Regions from separate parts of the Mus musculus genome. Here regions 1, 2, 3 and 4 are each linked to region 5. Evidence: chromatin contacts called from public Hi-C and promoter capture Hi-C data. All regions are on one chromosome and are shown on one strand. The core of a region is the stretch at or near the end of the contact, and the rest is flanking DNA. Distances in the headings are between cores, read along the strand shown.

Region 1 (2,722 bases), core at 80-2,579, 1.1 Mb before region 5:
TCTTTCTCAAACTGTCTATCCTTTGAGTAGAGGAAAGCTACTGATTTAAGTTAATTTTATATTCAGCCACTTTGGTCAAGTTGTTTATCAGCTGGAGGAGTTCTTTGGTCGAACTTTGAGCTTTGTAATGTTTGACTTTTTTAGTGGACAAATGTTAAAGTTTATTGCAAATGCAACCACTGAATACAGTCATACAAATTTTACAGGGAATAGAAGAGAATAAGAATTACAATGCCGTTGATAGTCCAGAAGGCCTAAGTAATTTACATTGCTGATAGTGAGTATGGTATCTTGGTATCATAAAGCTTTTTCATTTCAATATATCATTATTATATTCATAATTATTGTATCTAGTCCTTAAGCCATGACTTTCCATTGAAATTTAACCTCTATTTCACAAACTATTTTCTACTAAAAGATTTATTTTTTCTTTACTAAATTGAAGTCCTGATATTAAGTAATTCAGTAAAACTCAGAAACAAACAAAGATCAAAACAAGTCTCACTCTAGAACAGGGAATAATATCACTTGGCTCTATCTCTTTCATGTTGGAGTTATTAATTTGACTTGAAAATGTGTGATTTTTAAAACATTGTAGATTTAATAGCACTGTAATCAATATCTCTATAGCCAGTAGTAAGGAGACTGAAAACATTTCATGTTTATTATCAGAGTATGTGCTTTGAAAAATATGCAGTTTAGAAGATTTAAGCACACGTGGTAGTTTTAATAAGAATGACATCTTTAAGATCATATAGTTGAATGCTTAATCACTAGGGAGTACAATTGGCAATTGGTTCTAATACTTTGTCTTAATTCTCTCCCAAAAGCAGCACTTTATGACACTGAGAGTCACTGCCTCCAGCTGGCTTTAATTGGTAAGAAAGAGTTGCTATATAGACAATAGCTGGGAAGGGAGATAGAGGCTGAACTTTTAGGTTTGCAGGTTTTTTAATGGTTCCTATTTTTCATTTTTTTTTTTTTTTAACTTCTTAGGACAAAGTTGATGACAGGGCAATGGTCATGGCAGATTCCATTTCACAGAATATTCCTTCGTTCATAGTGATCCCATTTTGACACAGAAGTTGGTATTTGTGGACATGGTAAGTGAGACAAAATTTTCTGGTGAACCAAGTACCTGCATTCTTCACAACTTTGGAAAGGAGGTATTATTTTCCACATTTTGCGGTCACTGAGGAGCCAATGTCAGGAAGGACACATAATTTGTAGTCTCTCAGGCTGTATAACAACGACAGAAATGTCTCTCTGATTTCAAAACCCTCTGTCACCTGAAGTGGCCTATAAAACCCCAAAAGAAATCCAGCTGCGGCTTTGCTGCTGACTCCTCTCACTCACTTCAGTCATCCTCAAGAGGCCAACTGGCGGTGACTTCCTGATTTATCCTCCAGGGGACGATGGGATTGGGGCTCGCCCAGTAAGTAAGCTGCTCGGTGGAGGCCTGGGCAGAACGTCCCCTGGGCCTCAGTCACCCCTGCGGGGTTCTCCGCGCTCTCAGGAGCAGACGTCCCGCGCAGGGCACCGCCCTGCCTGACCCAGGCGGGGACACAGTGGTAGAGTGGGACGGCGAGGCTCCGCGCCTCTGTCAGCGGCCTAGCTGAAGGCCCGCCGCCATGTCCCGGGTACTGGTTGTGGGCGCCGGGCTAACCGGAAGTCTGTGTGCCGCGCTGCTGAGGAAGGAAACAACCGCCCCCCTGTACCTCGGCCTGTGAGACAAGGGTGGGGACACAGGTGAGTTGTTAGGACAACCAGAGGGTGACAGGCCTCTCCTTGGTGAAGTAGGCGGGCCACCCAGTCGCTCTGAGAGAAAAGCCCAGTCAGTGGGGGCTTCTCCGGGGAGGACCGCCTCTGCGCGCTCTCCTTGTGAGAGCTGTCACGTGACTGGAGGCTGCTGCTCCGGGGAGGCGGCTTCTGGTGCAGAGAGGACTGGACCCGGAGCCCTGCCCAGGGAGGCTTGTGCCTGGCAAGCATCAGCCCATGGGAGCCCTGTGGGCTAAGCTGCTCTGTACCATCGAAGCTTTCTCCAGGATGCAGATCCCCAAATCCACCTGGACTAAGACTTTCTAGTCATCTAGAATAAGAGGCCTTCTTGTACATCCTGACTGAATAACCTTTTATATTCATTGTGGCGTTCCATCCATTTAGTTTTAGTCATTCATTACTTCGTTCATTTTTTCAGATTAACACAATATGTACTAATGACTAATTGTAAAGCAATGCTGTATTATTCATGAGTTTCTTCAAATTAAAAACAAAAGCAAAAACAGGACCAAATACCCGGGACAATGAGCGATATAAAGTCTTTAGCTACTTTAATGAGTTTAATGTTTTTGGACAAAGACAATAATAAATAAAGCAACCAAGCTAGGGTGAGTTGTATAATTTCAAGAAGTTCATTTATGGCTGACAGTTGCTTATGAATGACTAGTGCCAACAGTCCTCATGGTCCCAAATGCACAGTTAACTGGTAGCTCAGTACATCACCTGCTCTCATTATGTCAAAGAGCACCAAAAGTAAGTTAGTCACCACAAGTTTTAGTAGATACATATATGGTGTAAAATGACACAAATCATCCATTGTAAAACATTTTAAACTTTGCCTCTTATGACAATGACATGTTTATATTGTCCTTATGAAAGTTGGATGAGATTGTATATGGAACAAGAAAAAGGGAGCCCAATAACATGTAGTTAGTTGCTGATG
Region 2 (2,761 bases), core at 232-2,731, 1.4 Mb after region 5:
CCATCCATAGGTAGACCTCTCTGATCTATCATGGGACCTCTGGGCTCTCCAATTAGCATTCTGGGATCTGCTGCCAATGGTCCTCCTCTCATATCATGTGAGGCAGGGCCACGGTTGTCATGACCATGATGCATTGGAGGACCCTGATGGGGTGGTCCCATATAGCCCCTGGGCTCTACTTCTCCAGTCACTGAGAGCAAAGTCCCTCCACGTGGGTCATTTGGAGCATCTCCCAGTAGTCCTCGAGGAGGTATGCCACCAGAAGGCATGGGTCCACGAGGCATCGGAGGTCTAGGATCTGATATCTGCATCTGTCCTCGCTCCAGGGGCACTGGACCAACCACTGGCATGCCAACTTGTGGCTGCATTGCTCCTCCTGGAGTTAAGGAACCAGGTCCAGGTCCAGGAACTGCAGCTGGTATTGGCCCCGGAGCTGGAATTCCTCCCTGGATAGAGGTCTGCATCAGAGGTGGAATGTCCTTCACAGGTCTTCTTGGCAGATGCTGAGGCTGAGGGGCAGGAGGATTCTGTTGGTTCAACATGACGTTAGGTCCCGGGCAGAGGCCAGGGGCAGGGCCGGGGCCAGGGCCGCCAGGCCCACTAGGCCCAGGCCCACCAGGGCCAGGCCCAGAGACCGGCTGAGATTTGCCTGGGATCAGTGGTGTGACATGTATCTTACGATGCAAAATTTTCAGTGCAATCTCTGGATCCATGATTCTCATCACCACTTGTGCCTGCAGCAAAGCATACGCCAACTGTGGGTTCTGAAGTAGCATGTTTCGAGCTTCCTGGTGACTGTTCTGGACACACAACTTCATCTGCTTCATGAGCTCAAACATCTGCTCTGGGGGCAAGCTGGCGACTGCTCTAGTAATCGATTCTGGAGCATCTTCTGGGTCGATAGGGTCCCCATAGGGGGAGTCAATGATGGGGGCCGCCGGGCCTAAGCTCTTTAACTCCTCCTTGTTCTTTTCGCTGGCGGCATTGTCCACCCGAAGCGCTCTCCCACTAAACTCTCGCCCATTGAGGTTTCGCATGGCACTGAGCGCAGTCTCCTGGTCTTGGTACTCGCAGAAGCCATAACCCTTGGGCTTCCCAGTCTCTCTATCGTAGACGAGACGGAAACTGACAACTGAACCAACCTCTGAGAAAATGTCCTTTAACTGCTCCTCCGTCGCCTCATACGGAATGTTCCCCACGAACACCGAACGCAGCGATCGATCCATGGCTGGGTCTCTGACCGCCAAACTCGACATGATTGCTGCCGAGAGGACAGCGGAGATTGAATTCGTCTAAGGGTCGTCCTCTGGCGAACCACACTTCCGCTCTGTAACGGAAGCAGATAGCAAGCTCCGGACAGAAACCTTTCTGTTAGGAATCTGTAGTTCCGTTAGGCCGCAGACACTGCTTCCTGAGACCGGACTAATTTATCTAACGCCTTCCGCCCCGGGCCGTGAGCTCGGTTGTCCGCGCCTACTTACTGACAACAGGATTCCGTTCCATGGTCCTATTGGTCGAGTTTTCCCGGCGTCCCGCCCCCGCTTCCTGCGGGCACAGGATGCACTACGACTGACCTCATTAAAAATGGCCGATCGGGCTTCCATGGGGTAACCGGCAGCGTCTGTGTTTCCACACACTCGGGGCTGTTTTCATTGCGTTCCACCGGCGGGAAACCGCAAGCCGGAAGCTGATTTAAGGCTTAATGTGTTTTCACAGCTTTCGTTTAGTGTAGGATAATAGAAATATTTAAAATTATATCCAATATTATGAGGTAAAAATATTGTTATTTATCCCTTAAAATAGCTTAACAACATTAAACATAATTATCGCAAAGATAAAATAGCGCTTCTGTCAGCCGCAGCCCCGCCCCCAAGCTATGGCTTGTTCAAACTGTTACCAAGTCCAGGGTCTTCCCTGGTATCTTCTGTGTGCGCAGGTTGTTGTGTGATCATTTCTCTCTCCCCTTACAAATTTTAATTGACATCAATGCTAAAGTGGAATTAACTAAAAAGTATGACTGCAGAGTCTGGATTAATCGACTAAACTTTTATTGTACACATATAAGTAGTTGTGATTTTATTTATTATTTAGAGACAAGGTCTCTATGTAGTCCTATCCTGGAGCGCAGGCTGACCTCCAGCTCCCAGAATCCTCCGCTGGGCTTAAAGGTGTGCACCACCACCGCCCACTTCTCTTGCCAGTTTTGTACTTTAAATACTGCCATTTTATTTTAAATGACCAAACATAATTTTCACTGTTTTAACTTGGAAAAAAATTCAAAAAATATCATGGTTTATATTTTGTTTTGTTCTTGGTTTTGTTTTTGTTTTTTGAGACAGAGTTTGTCTGTGTAGCCCTGGCTGCCCTAGAACTTAGTCTGTAGATGAGGCTGGCGTTGAACTCAAGAGATCCACCTACCTCTGCCTTCCAAGTGCTGGGCTTAAAGGAGTGGGCCACTACACCCAGATATGTGTTATGTTAATGTAGATGGTATATTTTTACATTCAGTTGTCAATTAATTCAATAAATTAAGTTATCAGGTATACTAAAACAAATTTTGTTATTTTAATACAGGGCCCTTCTACAGCCCAGGTTGGCCTGAAAAATTCACTGTGTATGTAGTTTAAGCTGTCTTCAAATTTGCAATCCTCCTGCTTCTCCCAGTGTATGCTGGGATTAGAGGCAAGCACCACAAGCCTTATCTTTACCTGATGGTCAAAGAAAACACAGTAACCAACAAACAAAGCAACACGTGGGGCCT
Region 3 (2,900 bases), core at 56-2,555, 1.8 Mb before region 5:
TCTCTCTCTCTCTCTCTCTCTCTCTCTCTCTCTCTCTCTCTCTCTCTCTCAGATAGCCCTGGTCGAGTCTGCTGGCCATGTTCAGTTTACTTCTTTCTCTCTATGTTCTGGGCTCTTCCAGATGCCTCTGGCCATTTTCTCTTTTATATCCACAATAAAAACCTTTCTCTTAACCATACCATGGGGCAGTAGTGTGTGTGTGTGTGTGTGTGTGTGTGTGTGTGTGTGTATGTACATGCCCCTTGGAGTTAGATCTCAACTGAAGCCCGGCACTGTCATTTGCTAGCTGTGTGACCTCTGTTAAATGCTTAAGCTCTCGGAACCTCTTTTAACCTTGTAAAAGTAAGGAGAGGTTGTCTTCCTCCCTTCTACCACTGCTGTGAAAACCGATTTGAGATCCTTGTGCCCGGCAAATTTTTAGGGACCTGATAAAGCAATCTTTCTAAATTCAGAACTGGATTGAACCTCGGAGGGTCGAATCCCTCGGACTGGCATTTATTAACAGGCATTTCTGAAGAGACCGAATGCTGGAGAGTTCTTACTTCTGTGCCTGCAGCAGACAAGGAGGAGCTGGGACTCAGAGCCCTAGGGTTACTGGGACAAATCTGCTGTGAGAGTGCCAGCAGAAAGAGGGTAACAGAAGAAACAGTACAAACAATATAAAAATATCCACCAGTTCAGCCATCCACAATTTGACAGCTCAATTCCCGGAAGGGAAGGTTTTTTTTGTTTCCCGTGTTGTTACAGGAGAGTAAACAAATCTTCGCAGACAAAGTTACTTTGAGAAATTTTATGATCTAATGCTTGGCTTGTAAATACAGCCCAGAGTAACTCACTTCCCGGTTGAGCGAACTGTCAGAAGTGTCAAATGCCAGGGAGCCTCGGAGCGAACTTTTCTAGTGCCCTAAAGTGGCACTAGAAAAGTGTCTGGGCAAGTCTATAAGCCAGAGTCCCTCTCCAGCCATACTAAAGCGATCGATCCAAGAGCTGGCCAGCACCAAGCTCTGACCGTCGCCCCCGCCCCCCGCCCCGACCCAAACTTTTTCCAGAAAAACGCTGGACTTGGGCTTCAGCCCTGAGCACTTAGCCAAGAGCGAAAGCAGCTCCCCTGCGTTTCTAAACATCTGGACCGGTGGCACCCAATGCCAGCCACATCTGGAATCTCATGTGGTGGTCCCCAGTATGCAGCGTCCCACATCCCAGGCGTCCCAAAGCTTACCAGAGGCAGGACAGCCCAGATCCACAGCATGTCTGCAGCAAGGGAAAACAGCGGGCGGCCTGTGTGGGCAGCCTGCGGCCCCACCCACCAGCTCTAGACTGCCTGTGGGTATGTACTTTGCCTAGGCCCGCCCCCTGGCACGCACAAACCGCTTCGCTCCTATTCAGGTCTTCCCAGAAATCGCTTTGAACACGTGTATGTCACTTTTTTTCTTTTGAGGGACCAAACACAATCTTCGTAAAGCCCCAAGGGTTGCGAGAAAGTTCTGCTGGTCTCCCGGGGAAACCCACTGACTCACCACTGCACAGGCGGCCTGAGCGGGGTGGGGGTGGGGGGCGGGGGAGGAGGGGGCCCAAGCAGGGCTTGATTGCATAAATGGGCATTCCCCATCCTGGGCGCTTCCACAGTCACACCCTCAGGTCAAGTGAGATTTTTTTTTCTGCCTGCTGCTCACCCTGGAAGGAATTCTGAACTCTGTATTGAATTGGACTTTGGCTGATTGCTGGAGACAAAGACCATTTTGCCTTCACTTTCAATATTTTGTCAGTGACAGGTCTGCTGGGGCTTCTGGGGCCTCTGAATGGTAATTACCACAGAGGAGGTACACACCCTAGGATTCTGATGAGGGAGGTCCCTCCACAGAGCTCATATATGATACATGAAGTGACAATCACCACAGCAGAGGTAGAGATAATAGGCTTTGGGATCCTGATGAGGGGAATGTCCCTGGCTTCGTTTCCCAAATGGAGAATGAAGGTAAATGACTATGACAAATAACACAGCAGTTAACTCAGGGACCAAGCCAGAATCTTTAGAACCACGGGGGTTAGATATAGAGTAAGGGACTAGGGGAGGGGACAGAAAGATCTTATTAAGGAAGAGGAATAAAATAGGTAGTTATGATGGGAAGATCAAGTGGGGGAGGGGAAAGGAAGACGATGAATGGGAATACAGGGAGAGACAGCTAAAATTAAAGGGCATTTGAGAGGTATGGAAACCTAGCAGAGTCTTCCTAAAGTATAAGCATACATGAAGGTGATCTATAGCCAAATAATGGGGGGAGACAGAGCCACAAGTGAACATCTCTTGTCATCAAATGAAGTTTTCCTTTCCTGGATGGGGTTGCATCTAATTGAATCGTTGGCCAAAAAGAGTTGCATGGGAGTCCCCAAACAATGCAGCCTGTTGCCAAGACTATAGATTGCTCCCCACAAACTGAGACCCACACAACTCATTGAATATAGAGAAGTTGAGAGCAAGAAGAAAGTGCCTACATAGAGCCTTCATCCCTACATGCCAACATCTTTGGTACTGGAAGATATTCTGCATGCTACTAAAGGAGAAAGGTAAACCTCACCTCTACCCCAAAGCCTTTGATCTATGATGGTGTCCTGCTAGAGAGATGAGCTAGTGCATATAGTGGCACAAAGTTTGTGGGAGCAACCCATCAATACTGGATTTGACTTTAGCCCCACTCCACAAGATAGAACATAAACCTGACGCTACCCAAGAACCTGAGACTAGATAGCCCAGGGACCTAGGGAAAAAAACAAATATGTATGTTATAAAAACAAACAAACAACACATACATTATAATAAAATAACTCCTAATACGGAGATCCACAGCCAAATATTATTCAGAGAGAGAAAGATACTGGAACACTCAGCCCTAAATGAGATG
Region 4 (2,780 bases), core at 180-2,679, 1.7 Mb before region 5:
GGTCTAGCACGATCAGTCTACTGCTCAGACATTAATGTGTTTAAAATGAACACATATTTACAGTGGACTTAAACAATGCCCAGCAGAGTCTAGTTACAGAGTACATTTATAAAAATCAAATTAGCGTCTGTCAGAAATACAAAAAAACTGCCCATGGAAACGGGTCTGGAAACAAGTACTACTTACAAATTGAAACCGGAAGTCAAACATTCAAGTGTTAATTTTTGTCTGCTCTCAGGAGTCGGTATTGACCTTGACAGAAGCTCAGATTAACCTTATTTCTGGAGACACTTTTGAAACTCAAGACTTCGTTTAATTTTCGTGGCTAGCAGGATGTCTGGAAAGCAGCGTGCTCACTAGGGCTTACTAGTGACCAAACACTCGTTTCGGGAAGACAGACAGGCCCCTCCCCCTCACACAACCTAGAGATTTTTTTTTCCCCAATCCTCTAAATTAGATTCTGTTTCTTGAATTACTCCTTCATTTTTTTTTTCTTTTTCTTTTACATTTCAATTAACCACAGCACTTCGGACTCTAGACTGTCAGCAGTTATTTCGACGAGTTCTGGAAAATTATGTTTTAATAGCATTGCATCTTTTTGCGCATTTCCCTTGAGGCTTCCAGCGAGCAATCAAGTTATTCCAGTAAGAGAATATGTCTCACGAGGCTAAAGGGCATCAATGCAACATCTAGAAAGTCCTTTCCTCCCCTTACCCTCTAGTATGAAGGTGCTTTTACCAGTTTCTCGCCCCTCCCTCCTTGACATCCCGCGCAGCCGACGTGGAGCCCCACGCAAAACCAGTGAGGTGGGCTCTTGGAATCCTGACATCATCTGCAAGGATGCATTCCAAGTATGAACCAGAAAAGCACGCGCAGCCGGGTCCAGGTCACCGCCCCAGGGCCAAGAGACCAGGAACCACAGCCTCCGCCTTCCTGGGCGAGAAGAAGCTAACCCTAGAGCGGGATAGGGGCGCGTGGGGGCGGGGACCGCAGGGCGACAGGAAGCCACTCGTCATCACCACTCACCTCGGGGCCAGCGGGCACACGTGTGGGGCCACTCACCAGCAGTCGTGCGCGTCCGGAGCTTGTGTGGGATGACGACTGCGACGACTGTCCCTGCGCGGGCCGCGTGGCTCGGGCATCCGTGTGGCCTCTGCAGCCCGGGCGGCAGCGGCTGCTCCGCAAGGCACCGGCGCTTGGTGACGGTGGCACCAGGCTGTGAGTCGCTCCCAGGCTGGTCTAGTCCGGGCCTCTGGGTTCTCTTTGCTCTTGGTCGGTCGAGCTCTGATGCCTTCCGTGGCTTGGACTCTCTCTTCTGTCTGGCGGGACAGCCCCAGCTCCCTTGCAAAACAACGCACAGGCCAATGGCCTCTGAATCTCTGCCGCAGCAACGTAGGGAATGAAATTGTCACAGCGATGGTCCGCCCCCTCCCCCTTCCCCGGCCCCTGGGTGCGGCCTCCGCCTCTGCCTCCGCCCCCTCTGTAGCCACAGCTTCCCACGTGCTGCAAAAAAACCTCTGGGGTGGCGGGTCCCTGCGGAGGGCCTATGGCCAGATGGAAATGGCTGCTTGTGATTTAACCCCCGGTCTACCTGCATACTCGTTGCCCTAGGTTGGACCACCTGGACAGCCCAGTGAATTATCAACTTGGCCTAGAAGCTGGGAAAATGGCTGGGCGACTCCAAAAACTGCAGAGCACGCAAGCTGTCATGAAGCTGAATTTGCCAATGTAATGGTTTAGCTATAGGATTACAGCTTATGTAGGAATCCCATTTTGAGATTTAACCGTGACTAAGCGCTGCCGCCGTGAAACACTCCCCCTCTCCCCACCTTCTTGAACTAGGAAAATACAAACGGTTAGCTCCTTACCATTACTATAGTGTCACCATTATAATGCAGTGTCTTTAATATGGCCATAGACCTGAGCCAGACACAGTGCACGCAACGATTCATATTCACTACAGTCCCGTATACAAAAGCTGCATCTTATATGTTTTCCATGAGTAAGACAGAGACAAGTAAAATTATTTATCTGCGAGTTTTAAATCAGCTGCGTAGTAGTGGAAGGCATGCTGTTAGCGTGGAGAGTGTGGAGGAAGGGGAGAAAGGATGAAGGGAGCTGGAAGAATCCATTCTGATTTGACATCCGTGCTAGCAAGTTTTATAGAAACTTGACACAAGATAGAGCCATCTGAGAAGAGAGAACCTGATTTGAGAAAATGCCTTCACAATATGGGGGGCCTTAGGCAAGCCTGTAGGGCGTCTTCTTAATTAGTAATTAGTGTGGGAGGGTACCAGCACATTGTGGGTGGTGCCACTCCTCGACAGGTGATCCTAGGTGCTGTAAGAAAGCCGAGCAAGCCAAGGGGAGCAAGTCAGTAAGCAGCACTCTAGGGGGCCAGGGGGGGTTTCTCTTTCTCCCCCAACTCCCCGCGATGGCTTCTACATCAGGCCCTGCTTCCAGATTCTAATCCTGCTTGAGTTTCTGCCTTGACATCCTTCAAGAATGGACTGCACTGTGGTAGTGAAATAAGCCCTTTCCTCCCTAAGTTGATTTTTGTCTTGCTGCTTTGTCACAGTGATTGAAACTCTTAAGTAAGAAGACCTCAAAAGCTGCTTCTTCGAGGGAGCAGTACCAACTCGCCAACATTTTAAGAACACTGTCACTGTTGATGAGCTGGGGGTTTCCAGCTTCGGTGGGAACCCAGCTCCAAGTGGAAGAAAACACTACAGTGGGGTGAGACACACTGGCTGTCTTGGTTGGTTTTTCCTTTGGAAACC
Region 5 (2,700 bases), core at 198-2,697:
GAACGAAACAGGGTACCCTAACCCTAAGTAAGGCTTAAAGAGGCTTTGAGGAGCAGCTTCCTAAAAAATCCTTGTAAATGTCGAAACACAGGAAAAGATGTTGTTAACAACAACAACAACAAAAAAGCCAAAAGTCCTGTGATCCCAGCCCTCAGGAGGCAGAGGCAGGTGGATCTCTGTGAAGCCAGCATAGCCTACAAAGCGAGTCCAGGACAACCAGGGCTGAGAAACCCTGTGTCAAAAAAACAAAACAACAAAACTCCCAATTCTCACAAGCAGTTTGGGAGGAAGAAAGTTCTATATTATTAAGTGCGCCCAGGTGTTAAACTACTTGCCAGGAAGGGAAAAGAAGCTAGGTTGGCACTCGGGGGGATAACGCGATTTGGGAATGTGGAATGTAAAACGAGAAGCGATACTTTCTTTCCCCTCCTTCTAGCTGGGTCTCCAGCGTCCCCTACTGCACTCTTGCGCAGAAAATGCTAGGAATTCACACCTGATGAGTGAATGGACAAGCGTATTACTAAAACAACAGAGACAACCAAGTCCACATCCTGGGTCCCGAGAACGCAAGCGGGAAAGGGAGGTGACAAAAAGGGACACGAGGGGAGGCTGGATGAGGGAGTCCGCAGTCTAGGGAAGGCGGAGCGCGCTGTCACCTGAGACGTCGGGAGGTGGCAGTCCTGGGTGGTAATGCTGCCACAACCCCTGGAGGAAGGCGGCGCTGCTGTCCACACAGCGGTGCTTGGAGCTGGTGATCAGCCGCAGGCGGTCGTAGTTCTCCCGGCTGAAGAGGTCTGGGAAGAGGGCAGCCAGACGCAGGGCCAGCTGTCGCATGTCCTGCCGCCCCTTCTCCACCAGCTGCCCGTCCATCCAGTCACCGTACCACAGCGGCCACTCGGCCAGCGCGGCGGCCACTTGGCTCCCGCCATCCCGGGACTCGCGGGTCTGCAGCAGCCCCTGCAGCTGCTTCAGCTTGCGGATCTGCTTGGTCGTAGGGTAGCGGGTGCCGTGACGGATGAGGGCGACCAGCTGCACCGGGGTGCAGGTCCCCGCCAGCAGCTCCGGGTCCCGCCGCGGCGCCACCGGATCGACCAGCAGCCAGGGGTTGGCATCTTCGTAGCGTGTCTTCGTGCCGAAGTAGGGGCTGAGCACCGAAGCCACCGGGTCGCCGCGCCCCGGGAGAGAGCAGCGCGCGAACGACGAGAGCAGCGCCGCAGCCAGGACCGCGGCGGGCGCTACCGAGGCCGGGAGGTGGCTGCGCGCGCCGCGAAGCATCGTGCCCGGGGGCCCCGCGGAGGGCGGCGCGCCGCTTGCCGACCCCCACTTCCGGATCCGCCGGCGGGGGCGGGAGCAGAGCGCACTTCCGGCCCGGGAACCTCAGAAGGCAAGCGTGGTCTCCGGTGCTGTCACCGAGCGAGTGTGGCCGATCGTCTCGGAGCTTCGGTGTGGACAAGTGGAGAGGCGGAAACCTCCGACGAGCGTGTGACACCGGGCGCAGGTGGAGCCGGCGTCAGTTGACCCGGAGCGTGGGCGACTGTCCGGCAGCTTGGCGCCTCAGGAACCGATTCAAAGATTCCTGAGCTGTTTAGGTTTTTCGGTGTGGTAAAAGAGCACACATGAATCCTTTCCTTTTTCTAGTAGGTAGCCCGGCTTCTACCAAAAGAGAAGCTATAGGAGATGGCTTTTGTCCCTTACGGTGTGTTTTCAACATGTGGCCCCTGAACGATCAGTCTCAAGATCCCTCGAGAAAGAACGTCTGTGGCCTTTGCTTACAAGATACCTCCTGAAGCACACGCCCTCCCCCGACCCTCTTGTTAAGAGTTTGAAAATAAGCAGGACACCTCAGAGCCATGAATTTAGAAAGGGGCTTATTCCTTCAGAAATTTAAGCCCTGGGCTTCAATTTAAGTATGATTTTAATGTAGGCTAGAGCTGACACACCACCTCAAGATTGTAAGCTTGTTTATGCCAAAGGCCATTGAGAGAATAGAAACAGCCGTCCTTATAATTTGAGCACACTGAATCATGGCCTCACAGATGCACTCCATTATTAAATATGACCTCATCACTGTATGGAGGAAACACCCATATTCTCCCATGTAGTTAGATATGCAAATCAGTTGAGATTTTAAAATGTGCATGTGTGAACTAGCATGACTATATGTACAACATTTGTGAGCCCACGAAGGCTAGAATAAAGCGTTGGAGTCCCTAGAACGGGAGTTTCAGGCTGTTGTGAGCTGTCATGTGTACTGTAAACTAAACTGGGGTCTTTTTCAAAACCATTAAGCACTCAGTCACTGAGTCAACCCCAACAGTTGAGTGTCTGTCAGGCCACATAGCTCCGAATCTTGGACTCAAAAATCTTGAATCTAAATACCTTGTTTGTTTGTTTTTTTCCTACCCAAACCTCAGTATGTATGACAATTAAGGAAGATTATTAAATGATAAAATGATCCAAACCCAAGGAGATTTTAACCACATTGGCCACATTGGATCTTTCTCATAAGGACAGTTACCATCTGTACTTAATGGTACAGAAAATTGTACTGTTAAGCACTGACCAAGAAGAAAATGTTATAAAAATCCAGAGTAAATTCCAACTTGAATGCTGAAATTTTAAGGCTCAGGAGTGGGGGAATTCTAACAGAACTGTGCTTTTTTTTTTTTTTTTGATATGTCATTTTGTAGTGTTTAAATG

The links. Promoter capture Hi-C pulls out the DNA fragments that hold promoters and counts their contacts. A called contact is a pair of places that touch in the nucleus more often than the background predicts. Capture Hi-C pulls out chosen DNA fragments and counts their contacts.
Region 1: a promoter capture Hi-C map of pre-B cells shows a contact between it and region 5, with 4 times the contacts expected there. A contact is called at or near these places in 1 of 39 promoter capture datasets (pre-B cells) and 1 of 130 datasets of targeted methods (large pre-B cells).
Region 2: a Hi-C map of B cells shows a contact between it and region 5, with 7 read pairs. A contact is called at or near these places in 3 of 39 promoter capture datasets (the 3T3-L1 cell line, the C10 cell line and pre-B cells), 1 of 484 Hi-C or Micro-C datasets (B cells), 2 of 130 datasets of targeted methods (astrocytes and pancreatic cancer cells) and 1 of 9 other capture datasets (adipose tissue).
Region 3: a promoter capture Hi-C map of pre-B cells shows a contact between it and region 5, with 2.8 times the contacts expected there. A contact is called at or near these places in 3 of 39 promoter capture datasets (liver and pre-B cells).
Region 4: a promoter capture Hi-C map of liver shows a contact between it and region 5, with 2.7 times the contacts expected there. A contact is called at or near these places in 5 of 39 promoter capture datasets (the 3T3-L1 cell line, the SN4741 cell line, hippocampal neurons and 2 more), 1 of 130 datasets of targeted methods (pancreatic cancer cells) and 1 of 9 other capture datasets (liver).

Annotation. Positions count from the first base shown.
Region 1 is chr19:33,588,918-33,591,639 of GRCm38.p6, reverse strand. Lipo3 (lipase, member O3) reads left to right here and starts at 1,329. Exons shown (of 11, transcript NM_001013770.4): 1 at 1,329-1,749.
Region 2 is chr19:31,081,561-31,084,321 of GRCm38.p6, reverse strand. Cstf2t (cleavage stimulation factor, 3' pre-RNA subunit 2, tau) reads right to left here and starts at 1,481. Exons shown (of 1, transcript NM_031249.2): 1 at 1-1,481. The coding sequence starts at 1,256. The region is part of intron 3 of Prkg1 (protein kinase, cGMP-dependent, type I); the gene reads left to right.
Region 3 is chr19:34,289,064-34,291,963 of GRCm38.p6, reverse strand. It overlaps Fas (Fas (TNF receptor superfamily member 6)), which reads right to left and starts at 1,305. Exons shown (of 9, transcript NM_007987.2): 1 at 1,220-1,305. The coding sequence starts at 1,249.
Region 4 is chr19:34,190,878-34,193,657 of GRCm38.p6, reverse strand. It overlaps Stambpl1 (STAM binding protein like 1), which reads right to left and starts at 1,429. Exons shown (of 11, transcript NM_029682.5): 1 at 1,027-1,429.
Region 5 is chr19:32,484,516-32,487,215 of GRCm38.p6, reverse strand. Minpp1 (multiple inositol polyphosphate histidine phosphatase 1) reads right to left here and starts at 1,447. Exons shown (of 5, transcript NM_010799.2): 1 at 657-1,447. The coding sequence starts at 1,275.